Regions from separate parts of the Gasterosteus aculeatus genome. Here region 1 is linked to region 2. The links are chromatin contacts, called in public Hi-C maps. All regions are on one chromosome and are shown on one strand. Each heading gives the region's core, a stretch centred on a gene start, on an enhancer-like site or on the middle of the called end of the contact. The rest is flanking DNA. Distances are from core to core; before and after follow the strand shown.

Evidence for each region. A called contact is a pair of places that touch in the nucleus more often than the background predicts.
Region 1: a contact with region 2 is called in a Hi-C map of skeletal muscle, with 3 times the contacts expected there. The contact joins the promoter of six3a here to the enhancer-like site in region 2. A contact is called at or near these places in 5 of 6 Hi-C or Micro-C datasets (liver, skeletal muscle, tail fin and 1 more).

What each region holds. Positions count from the first base shown.
Region 1 is chr6:16,385,488-16,390,616 of fGasAcu3.hap1.1, reverse strand. six3a (SIX homeobox 3a) reads right to left here and starts at 2,547. Exons shown (of 2, transcript XM_040179451.2): 1 at 1,428-2,547. The coding sequence starts at 2,119. It overlaps LOC120820986 (a long non-coding RNA gene), which reads left to right and starts at 3,683. Exons shown (of 4, transcript XR_005712464.2): 1 at 3,683-5,019; 2 at 5,114-5,129.
Region 2 is chr6:16,262,114-16,267,619 of fGasAcu3.hap1.1, reverse strand. All of the region lies in intron 3 of camkmt (calmodulin-lysine N-methyltransferase), which reads right to left. Among protein-coding and RNA genes, the nearest start is that of prepl, 18 kb to the right of the region's middle. Within about 2 kb of position 2,944, at least 1 of the 9 cell types and tissues checked has open chromatin away from gene starts, as enhancers often do. A contact at or near this core is called in liver, where this site is marked.

The DNA of each region.
Region 1 (5,129 bases), core at 1,298-3,797, 120 kb before region 2:
TTGTTGTTCTTCAGTGCTGCACATTTTTTTTGTATCTTTCAAGGACCCTAGATTCTGAAGCCGCATTGCCAACTTGTTATTATTTATTCAATACAATATTGGTAAGGGTCTCTTTCACAGATGGGTTTCAGTCTGATGGAAGTGCAAGTATATGAATGAGTGACGTCGAGATCCAGGTTACTTCAATCATCCTAAATGTTTATCTCAATCCACTCACGATAATAACTCCATCACGGCAGGATAATATCAGGCTGGAAATATATCTCTTCATTTAGCAAAAAGATCAGAATAGTGCTCATATGGCTTAGTACCCTCCGATGTATTTTCTAATCAATTATAGCATTTCAATGGAATGATACCACACTCAATGTTATGAATACAGCCCATGTCTCCAAATGCTTTTTAATACGCACACTCGTTTTAGCCCAGCAATATCTATGCAATCTCTATTATCTTTTGAGATAACCTTTTCCAACAATGCAAAGTACAATGTGATGTTAAAAGGACAAATGCACCATACAGCGCACGCTACACTATACGCCGTGCAGCTTAAATAAACCATTACACAGCTTTGGTAGCGCACACACACACACTTTGAAATGATTACCAGAACATGATTATTTTAAATGTATTCAAAAGTGTAGATATAAGTGAAGTAACCTTTAGGTGGATAAAATTAAGACGGGTCCAGTCCTTTTTTTATTTTTTACTTTTACTGAATAAAATAATTAATATGTTTGTTTACACTAGAATTATCCAAATAATGGTTATACATATATATATATATATATATATATATATACAAATATATGTGTATATACATATATTGTAAAATAAACATATGGTCAGCACTATTTGTTATTTAGTCATTTATTATATATATTATATATAATACTTTCACCCTTACGGAAAACATAAACAAGCTCTATATTTGTAAACCCTGATCAATAATTGCCTCATCGGTTGAAAAATAATAGTTTGTCATGATATATTTGTTATTATTATTACATCATTCAAGGTTATTTGAACAACAACCTTGGAGTTTTAACATTAATAGTGTTTTTGTGTGATTGATAATTCTATATTTTGTTAGAAAAATGCCAGCAAAGTTAAATTACATACATGGCAAAATTGTTTATCACAAGTTCTTCCAAATATAAAAAATAACCTATTTATTTTAAAAAAGACCGTTTGGGAAATTTACAACAGCGTAAATAGTCGCCGTTGATCCTGATTTCACTTCATAACAAACATGTCGCCGCAGCCTCCCTCCCCCTGACGGACAGACTCGGTCTCTGCCCGCGAACACACCCGATTCATGAAATATATCCCTTTTCCTTGTTGGTTTTAGCCATTTTAGATAAACTCTGGAACATTGTCGTGTTTTATTGTCGAGAATAAGATGAAATAAAATAAAAAACACCAACCTGTTTTTGGCCGCCGCGGCTCTGTCTCGTTGCCTCCGGTTTTTAAACCAGTTTCCGACCTGTGTAGGAGTGAGTCCAGTGGCTTGAGCCAGTTCCCTTTTCTTACTGGGATTTGGATACGGGTCCTGAAGGTACCACTCCCTCAGCAGGCTCCGTGTCCTCTCTTTGAAACAGTGCGTCTTCTGCTCGCCGTCCCAGATGGTCCGAGGCAGCGGAAACTTCTTCCGCACCCGGTACTTATCGACCGGTCCGAGGGGACGACCGCGGAGCTTCTCGGCCTCCTGGTAGTGCGCTTCCAGCCACATGGCCTGCAGTTTGCCGTGCGAGTCCTTGGTGAACTTGTGGTTCTCCAAGATGTGGTAGAGGTCTCTGAAATTCCCCGTGTGGAACGCCACCACAGCCCTGGCGCGCAGGATGGACTCGTGCTTGTTGATCGCCTCGCACGCTCCCGGAGCCACGGGCAGGGACCAGAGGAAACGGCCCAGCCGTTCGATGTCCCCGGTCTCCTCCAGCGTCTCGCAGACGCTCGCCACCTGCTCCGGGGAGAAGTTGAGGGTCGGTAGCTGAAACATGGACAAGTCTTCTGGAGACCTGGTGGCGGGAGCGCTGTTCGCCAGGAGCACTGGGCGATCAGCGAAGTTTGGCAGGAAGAAATGGGAGGGATAAAGCTCTAAAGGGGATCTGAAAACCATGGAAATGACCTGAGAGAGAAAGCAAATTATCGAGAAAAGGGAGAAACCGAAAAAATACGGCCGGTAAAAAAGATTGAATGATTCAATGGCTATCGCCTAATGACACCAGCCTCATAATATCTCCCCCCTAAATCCGCCGTTGAGTGTAGCATTGAAACATTTTGTTTCCCTTTTCTATTGGTCTTCTTGGTGTCGTTGTAGCGTTGTCATGGCAGCCCTGCCAATCACTGTCAAGCGTGCCAATCATTAGCCAGTACGTAGCGCGAGGCTTTCACCACTTGTGCAGCACGCACGGGGGGTTATCAGAGTCTGCGATCTCCACAGCAACCCTCCCACCGCACGGCGCGCATCGCGCACAAGCCAACGCTCGCCTATCTGCTGAATGGAATGAGCAATTAGAGGGTGGAATATTATTGCGATCTTAACGAGGCTCGTTAAAGCTAAAGAAGATATATAGACTGGAGATGCTCGGCAGAGACGGGGGAGGGAGGGAGGGAGGGAGGGAGCGATGGAAGGGAGGCAGAGGGAGCTTTAAAAAGGGTGACAAATGGACAACCAATGTCTGCGACTCCGGAATACACGCGTTTTGAATCGAAGCGAGTGAATTTGCACATTATTCCCGTACAGTCTTTTTTTTTTTTTCCTGTTGAAGCTACTTTTTAAAATATATTTTTTTTTATCAGTTTATTATTTTTGGGGGGCGAGGGAAAGGAAAGCGTTGGAGCCTTCCGCTTCTTTGCCGTTCATCCGTGATATCATTTGCCATTTGCTTGTTTTCCGAAAGATCAAATTGTGGCGCACGACCTTTTACTCTTCTGCCTGTTCGTAAAGAAGCATGTTGGTAAATCGTGTGACCCGACGCGGGCTCGCTGGTGGGTGTTTGCTGAGTGCTGGCCCGGGCGAAGGCTGCAGTGTGATGCCCCCCCCCCCCCCCCCCCTCTCTCCCGCTGTCCCCGGCCTCGCCTCCGGGACGTCGGGTGCAGCCCTGGCCCCCTGCCCGCCGCCTCCTCTCCAACCAACACGATTCATTGTTCCAAATGAATATCGATGCGCGGCGTTATGTTGATTAAACAAAGATAATGACGCGTCAGTTCGAAGACTAATTTAACCAGTGGCGTCACCCTTTTCATTCCACCAGTTTATCACGGGTTTTGGTTTGATAGTCCAGCCCTCTAATTAATACCATTTAGTATTGGAGTTACAATCAAACGGCGACATGAAAGCTCCTTGGGCACATAAAAGCAGTTTCCATGTATTTGATCTAGTGGTTAGGACACGATCAATGTCCACGTCCAGTCACAGGATTCGGCTTACACCAGTAGCCACGGCGGTGTGGTTTTCATGTTTATGGCTAAAACGGCTTCATATTTAGACAGGGCTTATAGAGTGTTAAAATAGTGTGAGTTCACTCGAACACGAACAGTGCTCACATTGTGAATGCGCCGCGTACAAGGCGTAGCATCTAGACTCCACTTAATCCGCCCTCCATAAAGCTGACATAATGATCCTAAGCCGCCTTTCTACAAAATCATTCAGGAATTCAAAACTTTTTCTCCCTCTTTCAGATTTGCACATTCTCCGGAGCTGACCAGACAGACCACCGACTTCAAGCTCGGGAGGGGGGGGGGGGGGGGCAGTGAGTAGACCAGCCGCACGTGCACGCGCAATGTGCGTTTAGCATTCGCCGCTCCAAAGGCAGTTTTCGCACTTTTACGCATGTTGTTTCTTTTTTTTTTCGGTTGCCAAAAAGAGCTCTCCCATCCCCACGGCCGCGTAGGTGTGTGTGATACAGAGCAGGGGCTGTGAGGATCCTTTAGTAGGGTCAGGCGTTTGGTTCGTGCGCGTCTTTTAAGGGTTGTGTGCGCGCGCATATGTATTTATATACGTGTGCGAGGGGGCAGGGTGGTGGTGGATCGAACCTGTCCACTGCGCTGCTGCACGAACTTCAGGAGAACTAATTCCAAGTGGCACTTGAATTGGTCCCGTTGGAAAGCTCCGTGGACTGGAAGTAAAGGCTGGTATTTTCATGCTGGTGTTAAAACTAACCTCCCCCCTGCCCTCGCTCTCTCTCTCTCTCTCCCACACACACACGCACACGAACGCGCACGCACGACCCCAAAATTAAGTTGAGAGCGCAGGCTTAGCAGCACATATGCAAAGCCTCCTACCTGACTGGGGTCCTGGTGCAGCAATTTGGGTGATCACCATTCAAGCCGAGGCTGGAGGTATTATCCAGCATTATGTTTTGGAGGAGCCTTGTTTGTTTGGGAATAGCCCTCGCAGGCAATTCGGAAATCACTCCTAGGAAAAAGACTGGAGGTGAAATGTAAAACCTGAATGGGGATTGAGGGGGGGAAGAGTCAGTGCTAATTCACATTCTTTATCGCGGCTTTTGTTTACGCTAAGCATGTAATTAACACCCCCCAAACAAGTTTATTCACCTGCCGTAATTGTGTGTTTATCCGAGGGCTCGCTGAATGTTCCGAGCAGCGGGGGACGAGAGCTCTGAAAGCGCATGGAGAATTTAGCGTCTTCTCCGTTTACTTACGGGCCGAAACTCCAGACACGACATCGCAGACAACATTTTGCTCTCTGGAAAACACTGAAGATGTTTTGGTCGATGAGACGGAGAAGCCACACTGTCTGTTTTTAAAAAAAAAAATCACTTTGTTTGAAAAAACTTTAATATGAATTAAGTTTGTGTTGCTCTTAAACTAATATTTATCCAAGTTGCACGCAAGGGAAGTTACTGGTTAAATGCCAATTAGATAATTTTCACTCTGTGCCAATAAAAGGGGAGCAGATAAACAAAAGCGTGGCGTTACGTCATGTATGGGAGTGAGGGAAAGAGAAGCACACCGGATCACAGAAAGAAAGAAAAAAGGTGTTGACTGTATAAGGTAAGAGGGAAAGAGAAAGAAGGCACCAAAAAAAAAAAGAAAAGAAAAGGGTCCTGTTTTATTTTTTGCTCCCTCGTTGACCCCGCTTTGGCAGAGGCTGGCCAGAAACG
Region 2 (5,506 bases), core at 1,695-4,194:
TATGATACTGAGCAGAATATCGGTTAGTCAGCCATAAAAAGAAATAGCCATAACTATTTTTCCACTTGATGTGTAACGAAAAGAATTCCTGAAAATGTTTATTGAAACTCTTAAAGGATTTATTTTATTCATTCCCTGACATTAAAGCAACTGAAAGCAATTGCAACACATTTGTAAAACTGTCAAAGCCAAATCGACAAACAAAAAATGTATCTGATTTTTTTTTTATAATTGTCGGTCCTTTTTTCAAGCAAAGATCTGCAGGTCCAAGCATCTTCAATGGAAGGATAAGTCACCTGTATTTGATTAATAGCATAGTTTCCAAAATATCTTTTAATTTTGGCCTGGCGAATTGGACAAAACAAGACATTTGACAACACTACTTTGGGCTTTTTTGCAGTTTCCTGATTTTCAAAAAAATAAATCCTGATTGCTGATCTCTGCAGATGAATCACTAATATTATAAGTCATTAGCTGCAGCCTGATAGTGAGAGAGTACTTGAGAATGTAGATGATTATCGAGAAGATCTCTCGCGTATTTATTATATCTACTTCTAATTTGATCTCGTCCATCTGTTACTAAAACATGGCAGCGTCGTTGCTATTTTGGCAGGAATCTTAGTGATAGCCTTCAGTGTGTCTGATGTGTGTGCGTATACGTGTGTGTGTGTGTGTGTGTGTCTGTGTGTTTGTCCCTGTGTTGGGTCAAGTCTCCCAACGACCACTTTAATGCACTAAGATGTTGTCGAGCAGGAATGTTATTGATGTTTCTACGGCAACCAGGGGCTTGAGATGAGGATTATGTTGGGAGAGAGCGACAGGAAGACAGAGAGCTGTGGAAGGAAAAAAAGAAGGAAGAGAGATATATTTTGACTCCAATTTCTCTATTTTTTCAGCAAAGGCCACTCGGATTAGAAGTAGGGATGGAGGAGGGATGAAGACTCAGGGAAGATGATGGGGATAGAGGCATGAAGATGGACATTGGGTTACCCACAGTAAAACATTGAAACAGCTGTTTCAAATTCAGAATTTATCAATTATATTTGCAAACGGTGTAAAGTCAATTCCCCCAAATCATAAAAAAATCAAATATATTTTCTCACGTTTAACATTATTAATTATTATTATACCCAAACAAACCATAACAAGACAAATCTAAAATGTGGGCAACTAGCTGCTCAACTCAAACCATCATCACTTACAGATCATAAAACAAGAGCCAACATGGAGACTTCTTGCAGGGTGTTTTAACTGTGAGTTAAACATCAAGGTACACGCAGAGCACAACAAATGCCAAATAACAAGGACATAAAATAAGGTAGCATAGGAACACGTGCTTAGTTACAATGTAAGCACGAGACAAAAAGACACAGAGGGAATGAAAGAAGTCCCAGTTTGAGCATCATTTAGAGTCCAGCTGGCACAAAATAATGTTCTTCAGCATACATACCCTTTTAATGCCCCCCCCCCCCCCCCCCCCCCCCCCACCACACACACACACACACAAGTTAAAACACACAGACACACTTCTCTCTCCATCTCCCTCGCTCTCTGCTCGTCCCACATCAATCAAATCTACTCCCCAAATGATCATCTGTTTAAGGCAGATTATCTTAGGGAAAGCCATCTATCGAATTACAATAGCACTACTTTATCCAGCTAGCCAGACATCATCCCTGGAGTGTGTGTGTGTGTGTGTGTGTGTGTGTGTGTGCACACAGACGGAGAACAATGTCCACTGCATTAGTTTTTCGCATGCCAACATCCATGTGTACACATACCCTCCTCTCCCTCTCCTAAAGCGGTTCCGCCAAATCATTTGCGTGCAGTTTGTTTTTAAGTGTGCATTTGCATAATTGTACGGTATCACTGGACTCCGGTTCAGGTTCATTCCCTTTTCAAATCAACAAATATGTATTTCCCCGTGAAACCGCCAGACCTGCCAATGCATCGCTCTAATTCTGGTTCATGAGCAAAGGGATTCCCGCGGGAGGCGACGGAGTACCAGGAGGACGCTGTTTGTTCCTCATAAATCACTGGATTGTTGATGGGTTCAAATGAGACCGAAAGTTTGCATCCGAGAATGCACCTGGTAATCATAATGAAGCTAATGCTTCATATTCATTCAGTGACTTTAGACTGTAAATCTGTTTAAGCAGCACCATTGAACCCAGTATACAGTACTTGATCTTAACATCTATGAAATTATAGAAGAATAGTGGTTGTTATACAGAAATCAATACAAAAGTAGCAGAAACCACTAAGAGGTGGCGGCCTAACTAGTGTGTGTGTGTGTGTGTGTGTGTGTGTGTGTGTTGACTATTCTTCAGATATTCATCACCATCATATTACAAGATATGCTTCTACATGACTCCATCGTCTAAATCGTTTAAAGAAGGAATGCTATTACTAAAGAGAACATTCTCCTATTTGGTGATTGTTGACAACTACAAATGTCCTTAGTTGAGGACGGCTTCATTACAGCTAATCTTAAGTCACTAAAACTCTATTTCTTCTACGAGTCAACTTTAGCAAAGCACAACCTCCATGTATTTAGCCCTAAAGCTAATGCAGCCACAAAAAACAAGACGCGTAAACCCGTATTAGTGCTGCGAGACATTAAGACATGCAGGAGGCGTTTTTCAGTGCTTCATCCCACAGACAGAAAGTTATTCTGACTCTTAATTAAAAGAATTTTCACTACTGTTGCCAACACTACTTAATAAAAAACAAGGGGAGAAGGAGAGCAAAGTGACTGCAGCGGGGCTGAAGTGCATGTGTGTGTGTGTGTATGTGTGTGTGTGCGCTCCTCAGCCGAGGGGCCTTGTGCTGCAGGCGCTCTCAGTGAACAATCAAAACAGCTCAATTTAGGCTTTATCTGCAGCTCAAGCATGCATATACACACACGCACACACACACACACACACACACACGAGGAGATGCACACGGGACAGGGACAAGAGGACAGTGAACTGAGGGAAGCAGGAAGAAAGCGAGAGCGTATAGCGGGTGATGACGGCAGCAGTTTGGAAGGTCGGATAAACTTGGAATTCGATGCACACAGAAGCTGATCGATATCTTCCCCTCTCGCTCTTAATTTTCTTTTTCTTTTTGCCCCCATTCTCCTGCTTTCTCCCTCACCCAGGAATACTAAGACGTGGAAGTATTGACCGGTGCCGACCACAGAGCGATCCATAGCGTCGGGTCAATCAATTAAGAGCAAATTCGTCACAATGTGTGATCAACTGCTCACTGTAACCTTCTTTTCCAGAAGAGGGTAAAACAGATTTGACCCTCAAGAACACGGAAGGGTTAGAACAATAAGAAACGACGTCCCATTGAATCCATTAAACACCACAGCAACAGATGAGTTAAAAAACACAACGCAAAATAAATGTGGCCTATTAATCACAGCGCGATTTGAATGAGGTGGTTACACGCTGTCCTCGTGTCCTCTCTTTGTACGTCTCGTTTACCCAATCAATAAAAGTTGTTTTGGGCCTGCCCGGTCTGTGTTGTACGTCTTCCTCTGCTACAGCGGAGCTGTCAAACTGCAGCCACTGCTCCCACCTGCAGGCCGGGTGAGGCGCTGCAGGTCAGGGGAGCATCCCTGTGGCCCTGAAAGGCTCACTAATCCAACAAGGTCTCCCCCGTTTGTACTCGCTTTGAACCCACGAGAAATGATCATTCACAGGGAATCATGCAGCGGGACGTGATAATGTTATTTCGTATCAGCCATACGTATTCATGGATTTCTATTTGGCTGTTACCATTAGTGACCTGCGTGCAAACACACAAGGCTAGACACTGTTCAGACTGAACGGTTATACAATCAAAGAACACAGCATTTACATAGTAACACACTGGCCACCCACCCAAGCTACTTTACGAACTATTTGAGATGTCAGAATGTGTTACCGCAGTTTCAGATTCATGTGCTTTTGTTGATGAAGAGCAAGCTGTGGAAAGACGGACACCACTTACTGCATGAGGAATATACCGTGAGATATTTCACCAGATACAATGTGTATGCAACTGAAACCTTGAAACAAGAGGGAGCTAGGAAACCATGAAGGAAGTGAGATCGGGAAAAAGAAACTCAGACAGACAGAAATGGACAATGCTGCAAAACTTATGTCAATAAACCGAACAGAACAGTTTAGAGCCAACAATAGTGTGCTAGTGTGTGTGTGTGTGTGTGTGTGTGTGATCTGGGCTGTGGTCAGGGTTGTTATGGCGAAGACAGCTCTTGTGGAGGTTCTGGCCTGTTCCTGTATGATTGTCCTCAGAAGGAAGTGACATCACCTGTTTGTCTTCGTCCCCTCCTGACACAGGAAATGGACCAGAGAGGACTTTGGCCCGCTCGTGACTTTCCGCCTTGCCGTTCTGGTCGGCTGGCTGCATATCGATTACGGTCTCTGCACCGTTGTCTGGAGCAGCGTTACAGGTCAAGATCGGTGTCCTGAATGTTTTATAATAAACGTGATTATCCTCCGACATCAACAGTTCTACGCGCTATAAGATATAAAGATGCACAAGGTTCATTTGGAGTTCACAATGATGTGATCTCACTGTGGATCGACCACTCAGCTTACTGAACATGAAATATATAGTCGACAACATATGTAATAGAACATAAAAACTATAAACATTTTTTTGTATTGATACTATGTATCTATGTACAAAAAGTTCTAGATATTCAAATAAATCAATTTTCATTTCACTGTATTCTATGGGAATGTTATTTCAGTACCAGCTACTGAGCAAAAACATATTTTTATCAGCGACAGCCACTGTGGATTTGCCCTCTTGCATCTGTGTACCTCTGTATGTGTGTCTGCCGGCTCGCCTGCGCCGCTCCACAAACGAGAACGCTGTGGCTAACAAGCACTCGGGGCCCGTTTCCACTGGACAACAAGGGCTTAATGACAAGTCGTATAACAATGGAGAGGAGAGGACAGGGGAGTGGATCGGTCCGTCAAACAATGGATCGCCGGTCCTCGTCTTCTCCTCTGTCGCTCACCGCAGCGCCGATGGACACATCGAACACACGCTCGCCTGTGCACGCGTGCCCACGCGCGCAAACAAAAGCAGGCACACTCGCTAACAAACTCACATTAGCACACATGAAGATGTAGAGGCACAACAAAGTGCAAACTCTTTATCTCCCACCCGTGCACACACGCACACACACACACACACACACACACACACACACACACACACACAGTATAACTGGCTGCAGAAGCAGGGTTTGATGACAGCCCCGTAACAATAGGGAGCAGAGCAGCCGAGCTATCTGCCTGTCACACAATGAAGGGAGTACTGCTGAAGAGGTTGTCACCACCAATACATGTAAACACACACACGCAGAAGCACACTGAAAAAATCATCACAAAAATAAAAACATGAGCCGTGGAGTGTGTGCGCGTGTGCATGCACAGACACACACACACACGCATGCGGGGTAATTCAGAGCGCTGCCATTTATGTGAAGAGTGCTGCG